Regions from separate parts of the Hordeum vulgare genome. Here region 1 is linked to region 2. A link is a contact called in public Hi-C data. All regions are on one chromosome and are shown on one strand. Each heading gives the region's core, a stretch centred on a gene start, on an enhancer-like site or on the middle of the called end of the contact. The rest is flanking DNA. Distances are from core to core; before and after follow the strand shown. Region 1 holds the start of LOC123411740 (protein PSK SIMULATOR 2-like). Region 2 holds the start of LOC123410418 (probable magnesium transporter NIPA6).

Region 1 (4,734 bases), core at 352-2,851, 200 kb before region 2:
CTCACTGGCCACATAAAAGCAGGCATGGAACATGTGGTACAAGAACAGGGCAGCGACAGCATGCCCATCTATGACTGACGGCGCTGAACTCCCTTAACCAGATAGATAGATACATCAGTTTCGATACCGTGTAGCCTTTGCATCTCCAGGCAGGAAGCAACACCCAAGTTCAACTGCCATACCACCAACTTGCTTATCCAAATCATCTGAACTGAGTAACATATGCCAGAATTACTTTGAAAACTTTCAGTCCTGCAGTCTGTACTTCACCCGTTCACCATGCAGTGCTTCCTTCTGACTGTAAGTCAAAGCAGCCAGTTTCATATTTTCCGATCTGAAACTCCATCTCCATGGATAGCATCGAAGAAGTGGTCAACAGCAGCCGCAAAGATAGAAGTTTCTGTCCGTGTCAGAGGCTTGACCAGTCCAAGGAGTAGACTATACAATACGCTGACAGGACAGCAACCCGAACGCAGATTAAGCCAAGCTCGGCTGACGAAGAGGAATCCGTGTGCGACCAAGCCTCCAGTGTGTGTGTGTATGTGTGAAAAAACAAGGGCCGCCAAGATTGACTTTCCATATTACGTTTGGACTCTGCCTCCTCCTGTGCCACCAGACACCAGCTCCCCTGCTCCGGCGGGAGCACGCTGGCTGATTGACTGATTGATTCCCCAATCCGAAATGCTCGGCGAAAGCACGCTGATTGATTGCGCAATTCTTCGTCAGAACAGCTTGTGTGCGGAATCAATCAAACCGAATTCTTGGTTTGGACGGAGTGATCCATGGTGTAGACATCCGGCGCCATGGCCGAACTGCACGGCAGCTTCGCCTGAAACAACTAAGCGCCATGGCAGGCTTCCCTGGGGCGGATGTTCTGTTCCGGGCAGATTGGAACGCGCGCTGCAGTTTCTGAAGCTCCGTCGCGGTCGTGGCTACCCTGCTCTGCTCTGCTGTGCTCTGCCTGACGAGAGCCAAGTAAGGTCTCTGCCGCGGCCGCCGGGCACTGATGTAGGCGGGCGGCCGGCAGGCACAGGGTCCGGCTCGAGGGGAAAGAAACGCAAGAACACAAATTGGAGAGTTGCGGTGGAGGAAGAGGGGGCAGGTTATTAGGTACCTTGTGGGGCTTGTGCGGCGGCGGGATGGCGATCTCCCCGGAGTCGAAGTCCGTGGGGCCGTACCGCCCCCGGCGCGCGTCGAAGACCGCCCCGAGCGCCTGCTGCTGCTGCTGCTGCTGCTGGTGGTACGGCTGCGGCTGGACCGAGCGGCCCTGCGGCCTTGCCGACCCCTCCCGCTTTCCCCCCCTGGAGAAGACGCATCCCATGGCGCGCCTGCCGACTCGAGAGCAAGTTCCAACCCAGAGCAACTCGGCGCCCCCCTCGTCGGCCGCCGGCGTCGAACAGGGTTGGACGATGGGGTCCGGAGTGGGAAGGAGGAAGTGGCGTGGGATTGGTTGGGTGGAGGGCGGGGGAATGGGATGGGATGGATGGAGGGACGGAGGTAGGAGGGTGGTGGTTTTGGGTTCTCTTCCTAGCTACTATGCCGTCGCCGTCGACGTCGTCGCCGTGGCGTTGCGTTCGCAGCCTTTGACTTGTTCCCTCTCCTCGGTCGCTCCCACAATCCTATGCGGGTATTCTATATTCTCTTCCCACCAGCACCAGGAGAGGAGCCGCTTTCCCACCTTCTCCTCGTCCTCACCTTCTTCTGCCTTCCTTCCTTCTCACCTTGCCTTCGCTACTGGGCAACAGGTGCTCCTTGCGCCGACTGGTTTTATACTTACTTCTACCGTAGTAGTACCACACAAAAGTTGTGCTTACGGTAGGAAGGTTCTTAGATCTCGGTGGTTTTTTATTTATTTATATTGTAAATGATAAATCTATAGGCTTAGGTGACCACTCGGTTGTCGACATGTTATAACCCTTGCTCCATGTACCATGGCTCAAGACAGTGACGAAGGACGGATAAAAGTTAAAGTAGGGCGGGCTTTGGTCGCTCGCCACCGGCAACGATGTCATGCTAATGCGCCGCCTTGCGTTCAGCATGTGTCGGATGAATCAAGTTAGGGCACCAGCCCTTGCCCTTCCTGGGTCCTCCACCACTGCCTCAAGACATGTCTCTATAAACTCTTCAAGGCGGTGTGTGCGCGCGCGCGCGTCACGTAAGTTAGAAACGCCTTAATGTCAAACCACATGTTCTAAATCCCGTGGATTGGGGCAACGGTTCGCTCTGTTACACGGTTTAAGTTGCATGGACGAAACTGATATGCTGAATTACAAGCGCTCATAAAATCGGATGAGAGAGATTAAAAAAGAATTGGGTGATATTATGCGAAAAGAGGAGACTGCCTTGTGGTAGAGGTCGAGAGATCGTAGAATTAAAGATGAAGACAAAAACAACGCATATTTTCATGTGTTAGCTAACACCTAACAGTAGGCATCGGAAAAAACATTTAGCAGAGCTAAATGGGGACTCATGTCCTGTGTTTACCACAAATGAAATGTTGGAGGAGGCTACCTTATTTTATATAAAAAGAATTGGGTACGAAGGGAAACATGACATTCATCTTGGTCCTTCCTTTTGGGACGAAATGAACTACTTACTGCCATGGAGAATGAGGCACTCTAGAAAATATTCTCAGAACAGAAAATCAAGGGGGTCATCTTTGGATCGTATGCACATGGTGTCGCGGGCCCTTCCTCTTCTATCAGACTTTTTGGGATTTGATTAAGAAAGATTGTATGGCAATGGTCCGAGATTTTATGGCTATGACTAATAGGTATTCTCCTATTAGTAATAGAATGATCTCTCCCAACCAGACAACATTTATTAAGAGCGGATACATTCTTGAGAGTGTTGTTCTGGCCCACGAACTTATTCACGAGGTAAAAAGTCTGACTTCCCGGGGCTTGTGCTCAAATGAGATTACGAGAAATCATATGACAGAGTAAGTTGGGACTTCCTCTTTGAGATGTTGGAGTCCAGGGGCTTTGGAAAAAATGGATTTCCTGGATTAAATCTCCTTGCTACAAAGTACCTTTAGTGTGCGAATTAATGACACTACTAGTCCATATTTCATGGGTGGGGGGGTGAGGTCTCAAGCAAGGGGACCCCTTCTCTCCCCTCATCTTTAATTTAGTTGCAGATGTCTTTTCTAAAATGCTAATTAAAGCTTCTAAACATGACCTAGTTTTGGGCCTTCTTCCGCATGTGATCCCAGGTGGTGTGGTCAGTTTGCAATACGCGCATGACACTCTCCTCTTTCTAGAGGATTCCTATGAGAAAGCTGGAAATTTTAAGTGGATACTTTCCTGTTTTGAATATATCTCTGGTACGAAATCTATTTTCATAAAAGTTATTTGCTGACGATTAACATTGAGGAAGATAGGTCTAAGATCTTTACACATATTTTTTTTTGTAAACTGGGATCTTTTTCCATTATACATGGGAGTGCCTTTGCACTATGACAAGTTGAGAAGGGAGGACCTACAGCCTATAATTGATAGAATAGTGAAAAATATATCTGGTTGGCTTGGTAGATATCACACTTATAGGGGTAAGTTGATCTTGTTGTGTGCTTGTATTGTTAGTATCCCTGCATACCTGATGGCTATGATGAAATTTCCTAAATGGGCAATTAATGCCATCAGTTCTCAGATGGCCCATTTCTTTTGGGGGATATGGGTGATCAACATAAATATCATCTAACCAACTTGGGGATGGTTTCTAGGAAGAAAAACTTTGGATGACTTGGAGCTCCCAATTTCAGAGATTTTAACATGGCTCTTTTGGCTTCTTAGGGGTAACATTTGTTTGAAAACAATGATAGTGACTCGAAAAAATTGTTTGCTTTTAAATATAATGTGCAGTCTCCAAACATCATGTGGTCTAGACTGGATCTCCCTTTGGGATGAGTGTAACTTGGGTCTTTAATGTCTACAAAACCATGTACTCATGGAAAAATGGAAGAGGGGGTAACATTAGTTTCTCGCATGACATTTGGGTTGGGGATTTGGGAATTGTTTGAGATCTCCAATCAACCTGATTGCTTGGTTTCCCAAGTACGGGATATGGTAACTCTTAAACTTTCTTTTAGGTGATGTTCAGACCAAAGGGGTACGCTAAGTTGGGTGAAACTTATTGAACACCTAATGAACTTCCCTCTGTCTGACACACTTGACATGCCAATGTGGATGCTATAAACTAATGGGAAATATTCCATGAAATCATTTTACTACATCATTAAATTTTTTTTTTGGGGGGGGGGGGTATTTTCCCCCATTGGTGATGTTCTTTGGAAAGTGATATGCCCGCAAAATATACATGTTTTCTTGTGGTTGTGTGTACACAACAAAGCACCGGGTGGAGATAACTTAGCAAAAATAAGGCATGTTGATGACTTGTCCTGTTTGTTTTGTAATGAAGATGAATCTATCCAACATCTTTTCTTTGAATATATTAATGCAAGATGTGTTTGGTCCTTGGTAGCTGACTTCTTTAACATTCAAAGATTTGCTTGCTTTGCGGATGTTTGCACTATATGGCGACTACATAAGAGTAAAATTGTGCTTAATTTGGTGATTGTTGCTTCCTTGTGGAGCATCTGGAAATTAAGAAATGAGCTATGCTTTCAGGGGTGAACTTGGAAAGGTCTGATATGCGTTCTTGCCAAGCTAAAGGGTGTTTTGCAACACTCAATGGCTCTCTACAACGACGCACAGGTGGAAATCCAACAACGTT
Region 2 (4,975 bases), core at 737-3,236:
ACAAGATCGCATGGGATTCCATGCGCAAGCGTGCGGATAAACGCGGTGCATTTTTAATAAGAGGAGAACTCAAACTTGCCAAGGGCATCACGTTTGCAATCAAAGTATGGGAAGTATGGGTCATATGCTAGCATTCTCTCCTTAATATGGTTGGGCACATGTCTCGTCGTACGAAATCTACGACGGAATTGATGTGGTTTGTAGAGCAAGTCATTCTCAAAGTAATCGACATAAAGCAATGTTTAGCTGCTCTCCCTATTGCGGTTCAAGACTGGAGCATGACCGGGTACTGAAACCCTAAACCGAGGTAGCTTTTTGGCAATGTGTGGTCATTGACGACCAATGAAGCTACCCCAATGTCTTCTTCATCCGATGAACAAATGAAATTGTGAAAAAAAAACTCATCTCCCGTGTCCATCGTACCTTATGAGCAAAGTGTCGAACACCTTGCGTTCGTGATGGTTGGCACGGCTTGCGTTCATGGATGATAGCTGTTGTTGTGCCTCTCGCAAGAAGCCAACTAGGCTGGTGTTGGCGTTTGGCGCGTTGCGGCTATGCATCGCCTGTCGGAAGGTGATGAGGTCGATGGCCGTCGTCGCGGCCGTTGCTTCTCTCCCCACCGGAAGAGCCGCGAACACCGCTTGCGTGGGAGCAGGCTATGGCATGGAATGATTGTGGTTGGAGGCCCCTGGTAAATTAGCGAGGAAGACGAACGAGAAAAAGGATAGGGCGGCGACGACGATGATGTCGCAACGAAGGGAGGGGCGGAGGATGGGGCTAGGAAAGAGAAAAGAGGAGTTCTATCCCCAATGAACGGGCCAGCGCAGGACAAGGGGGTGTGGGTCCCGCCCGTTGGAATGATGTCCGTTTTAACGCAAACGCGGCCTGAATTTGAATCGAAGATAGGACGAAGTGGACAGACAATTGACTTTTATCTGTTTACTAGCAAAAGAACCCGTGCGTTGCAACGGAAGAGAAATAACACACGCTCTGAACGTAATATATTTTCACATGACATCACATTTGTGTTGCCGACGATGACCTTAGTGCTCGTACAACGAAAACGCGTTTAAATGTACAATCACTCGGAATAAGATGAGAAATAAGTTGTTTCTCCCCATGAGGTTTTTCAAAGGTGTGCATGTGTGGTTAACGATGGTTTTCTTTCCCCTTAATTTGGTTTTAATTTAATGGATGTTTATTGCAATTTGTATCGTCGCCGGAAAGAGAGAAAAAAGAAGGATTGTGCACTACAGATTAAGTTTGCACCAAAAATAATATTTAAGAAGTATTCAACAGCTAAAAATAACATCCTATTTAGATTCTACATGTTTTTTTAATCAAATTTCATATATAACATGTTAAAATCGGAGTTACGGTTTAAAAGATATGAATATTTTTGTTTTAGATAAAATGTGGATTGATTAACTGAAAAGTCAGGTTTTTTTTGTTTTGACTGACTAAAAACGGAGGACGGGTTAATTACCTGAAACATCAGGGGGGTTTTTGAGAAAAGGAAAAAAAAGATTCGTTTTTTAACTTAAATTCGGACTACGGGTTGATTACCTGAAACATCAGGGGGTTTTCTGAAACATTCAAAAAACGATTCATTTTTTTGACTTAAAACGGGACTGTGGGTTGATTTCAGCAAACATCTGGGGATTTTTCTGCAAAATAGCCACGACGGACGAGAAAAGCCTTAGACGCTTTATTATTAGGGAGAGATTCATGTGCGTTGTACCGATTTTATGTAAACAGAGACAAAGTATTTGAGATCATGCGTCGAAGTTGATGTAAAGGGACGAAAACCGGATAGAATGGGCGGAGCCACCCTAGCTAGCTAGCACCCGCCATCCGTGAGTTGGAGTTGGCCTGAGCGATCCGTGCGGTGCGACGCGGCACGTGACGTTCGTGCGTGCGTGCGTGCCGCGCAGATCCAGCTCGTCCAGCCAGCGGGCAGCGGCCAATGGCAGACACACTCACCCTTCTTGTGAGGGGGGCCCCACCCACCATCCGCCCCCGAAGCAGCCGCGTCGCCTCCCCTGTCCCTCTCGCGTCGTCCATTCCAAGGAGCATCAGCCACGACCCACGACCGGGCCGGCGGCCGGCGGGCGGACCACAACAATAGGCGGAGCCACCCTAGCTACCAGCCGCCATCACGGACGAGACAAGCGCGCGCGGAGTGAGGAGGGGAGAGGCACGCGCCACCACCGGCGGCTCCTCCTGCTTCCCCGGAGATTCGAACCGGAGGCCCGCGGTGCGGCGCGGGGGCTGTCTAGCTAGCTGCGTCTTCTTGCTCGCCGTGGCGTGGCGGCCGGCGGGACGGGACGGGGACGGGGACGGGGATGGGGGCGTCGGACAACACTAAGGGGCTGGCGCTGGCGGTCGCCTCCAGCGCCTTCATCGGCGCCAGCTTCATCCTCAAGAAGATCGGCCTCATGCGCGCCGGCAAGTGCGGCGTCCGCGCAGGTACCCTACCCCCACGCCACGCCACGCCGTCTCCCCCCCCCCCCCCCCCTCTCTCTCTCTCTCTCTTCCCACCCTGCCTGCCGGATTTCCTTCCTATCGACGCCGCCGCCCGCTCCTCCACCGGCCCGGCGGTCCTCTGCTCTGTGCTGCGTTGTTCAATTTCGAACCCCCCACGGCCGCCCCGACCCGACGGATGCTTCGGATCTCGACGCCTCCCTGGATCCGTGGAGCAATGGCGTCTGGATCGGGCGATGATTCCAATCCCCACCCGAGATTCCAAAATGCTTCGGCGTGATTAGGGCCGGGCGGTCATAGCTGCTGCCTGTTCTTCAAAGTCAAACTTGTGCGCTGGCCGCTGCTGTTGCCGCCTTCTGGACGCCAGCTACGCTCGTGCTGACTGGCAGCCAGTCATCTCGTAGCATCGTGCTTTCATATGGGTCAATGGTAACCGAGAGGGCCTCCAGAAGATCAAACATTAACATAGAAAGAGCATGATGAGAAATGAACATTGCAAGTATGGCGTATGCTTCGGAACATGATTTAGTCTATCTACCTTGCTGTAAGTTGGGTAATGCGAAATTGGATAGTGATTTTTACAGATCTCAGTAGATTCCAATGAAGGTGGCTCAATTGTCATGACCCATTTCACGGCACACTTTACTGCGAATGTATGCAAGTTACAATATGTCTAGGATCACTGGCTTAATCAGACATATATGAACCAAAATCTCTTAAATTTTCAGATTTCTTACTCCTTATTAACCTCCTGTATGTACTTGATTAGCATGATTGGCACTATAAAAACAAAACATTTTTGGCATTTCACCTCCCGTCTGGTTTTTTTATACGGGGATGTTCACCCAATTCAGAATTCAGACTTGTCTTGGTAACTCTCCTACCATCCCAGGCCCAGCTTACATGTTTCTGTTTTTCTCCCCCTCTCTCTAAATTACAGGCGGAGGAGGATACACGTATCTTCTGGAGCCTCTCTGGTGGGCTGGCTTGATCACCAGTATGTTCATTCTGCACAAAATTAGCCGTGGGTACTGATTTAGTTATGCAACTAATTTATTTTTTCTTGACATTTGCAAGTGCTGCTTGGGGAGGTTGCGAACTTTGTTGCCTATGTCTTTGCACCAGCTGTCCTTGTGACTCCTCTTGGAGCACTAAGCATAATCGTCAGGTGAATTTGCAAAACCAAAACCCCTAGTTTCGGTACCGTCTTTGATTCTCCCGTGCTTGACATACATTTTTTCTACAAATGGCCAGTTCAGTGTTAGCGCACTTTGTGCTGAAGGAGCGGCTTAACAAGCTTGGCGTTCTTGGTTGTATATCGTGCATAGTAGGTTCAGTTGTTGTCGTTCTACATGCTCCTGAAGAGCACATGCCTGATTCCGTGGAAGAAATCTGGGATCTAGCTACTCAACCAGGTGAGTCATCAGCCTGCAATCATACACCTTATGTTAGTTCTAGCACACCCACGTGTTTGACAGGCTTTCTGCATATTATGGTGTCAACCATGGGCAGGATTTCTAGCATATGCGGGAACAACATTGTCACTCATGGCAATAGTAGTAGTGTTCATCGAACCTCGTTATGGTCAGAAGAACATCCTGATATATCTGGGTATCTGCTCTTCAATGGGATCATTAACAGTAAGTGCGCTTTAACTCTGAGATGCACAGCCTAACATCAGCAAGTTTTCGAGCTAAATGTCACTACTTTGTAGGTTGTTAGCATCAAAGCCGTCGGTGTTGCCATAAAGCTTACACTGGATGGAATGAACCAGCTTGCGTATCCACACACATGGCTTTTTATTCTGGTCGCAGTTATCTGCGGGGTTTCTCAGCTAAATTACCTCAACAAGGTAGCACATCTTCTCTTGCTTCTAGTTACTTATTACCCCTGTCCTTTGAATATGTTTTTCTTGATTGCATCTAGGTGAGCATGTACTCCTCAGGATTTTGACAATTTTACGCGGATATGCTACTTATTTCCTTGCTTGAATTAAGTCAAACCTTATTTTCCACTGTGGATATTAAGAAAAACTGATGTATTATTTTACTTGGTCTAGTTGATTTGCAATCATTGTAGTGTATTTTCTTTTTTCTGGTTATTATGCTGATTTTATTCCACTTTTGCAGGCATTGGATACCTTTGATTTAGCTATTGTTTCCCCAGTGTACTATGTAATGTTTACCACCCTTACAATAGTGGCGAGTTCAATTATGTTCAAGGTACAAAGCAACTTGAGATTGTTTAGTTATAATTCAGCTGGACTTTGTGGTGCTGGTTGCAGCTGGACTTTAGTTAATTCAGCTTTTCCTGCTTGCTGTCAAATGCAGGACGGATCTGGCCAAAGTTTGAGTAGTATTGCTTCAGAATGCTGCGGCCTCATAACAATCCTTTCTGGAACGATTTTGCTGCACGCAGCAAAGCAAAAAGAAGCTGCCAGTTCTCCAGGTAAAAAAAAATTGTGGTTCAATGATGCACGCATGTGGTAGTT

Evidence for each region. Hi-C and Micro-C count contacts between places; a contact is called where the count stands out from the background.
Region 1: a Hi-C map of leaf shows a contact between it and region 2, with 1.8 times the contacts expected there. The contact joins the promoter of LOC123411740 here to the promoter of LOC123410418 in region 2. A contact is called at or near these places in 2 of 6 Hi-C or Micro-C datasets (leaf and seedling).

What each region holds. Positions count from the first base shown.
Region 1 is chr7H:618,030,330-618,035,063 of MorexV3_pseudomolecules_assembly, reverse strand. It overlaps LOC123411740 (protein PSK SIMULATOR 2-like), which reads right to left and starts at 1,601. Exons shown (of 12, transcript XM_045104706.1): 1 at 1,115-1,601. The coding sequence starts at 1,321.
Region 2 is chr7H:617,832,675-617,837,649 of MorexV3_pseudomolecules_assembly, reverse strand. LOC123410418 (probable magnesium transporter NIPA6) reads left to right here and starts at 1,986. Exons shown (of 9, transcript XM_045103358.1): 1 at 1,986-2,469; 2 at 3,425-3,481; 3 at 3,562-3,652; 4 at 3,739-3,899; 5 at 3,997-4,124; 6 at 4,199-4,336; 7 at 4,614-4,706; 8 at 4,815-4,932. The coding sequence starts at 2,346.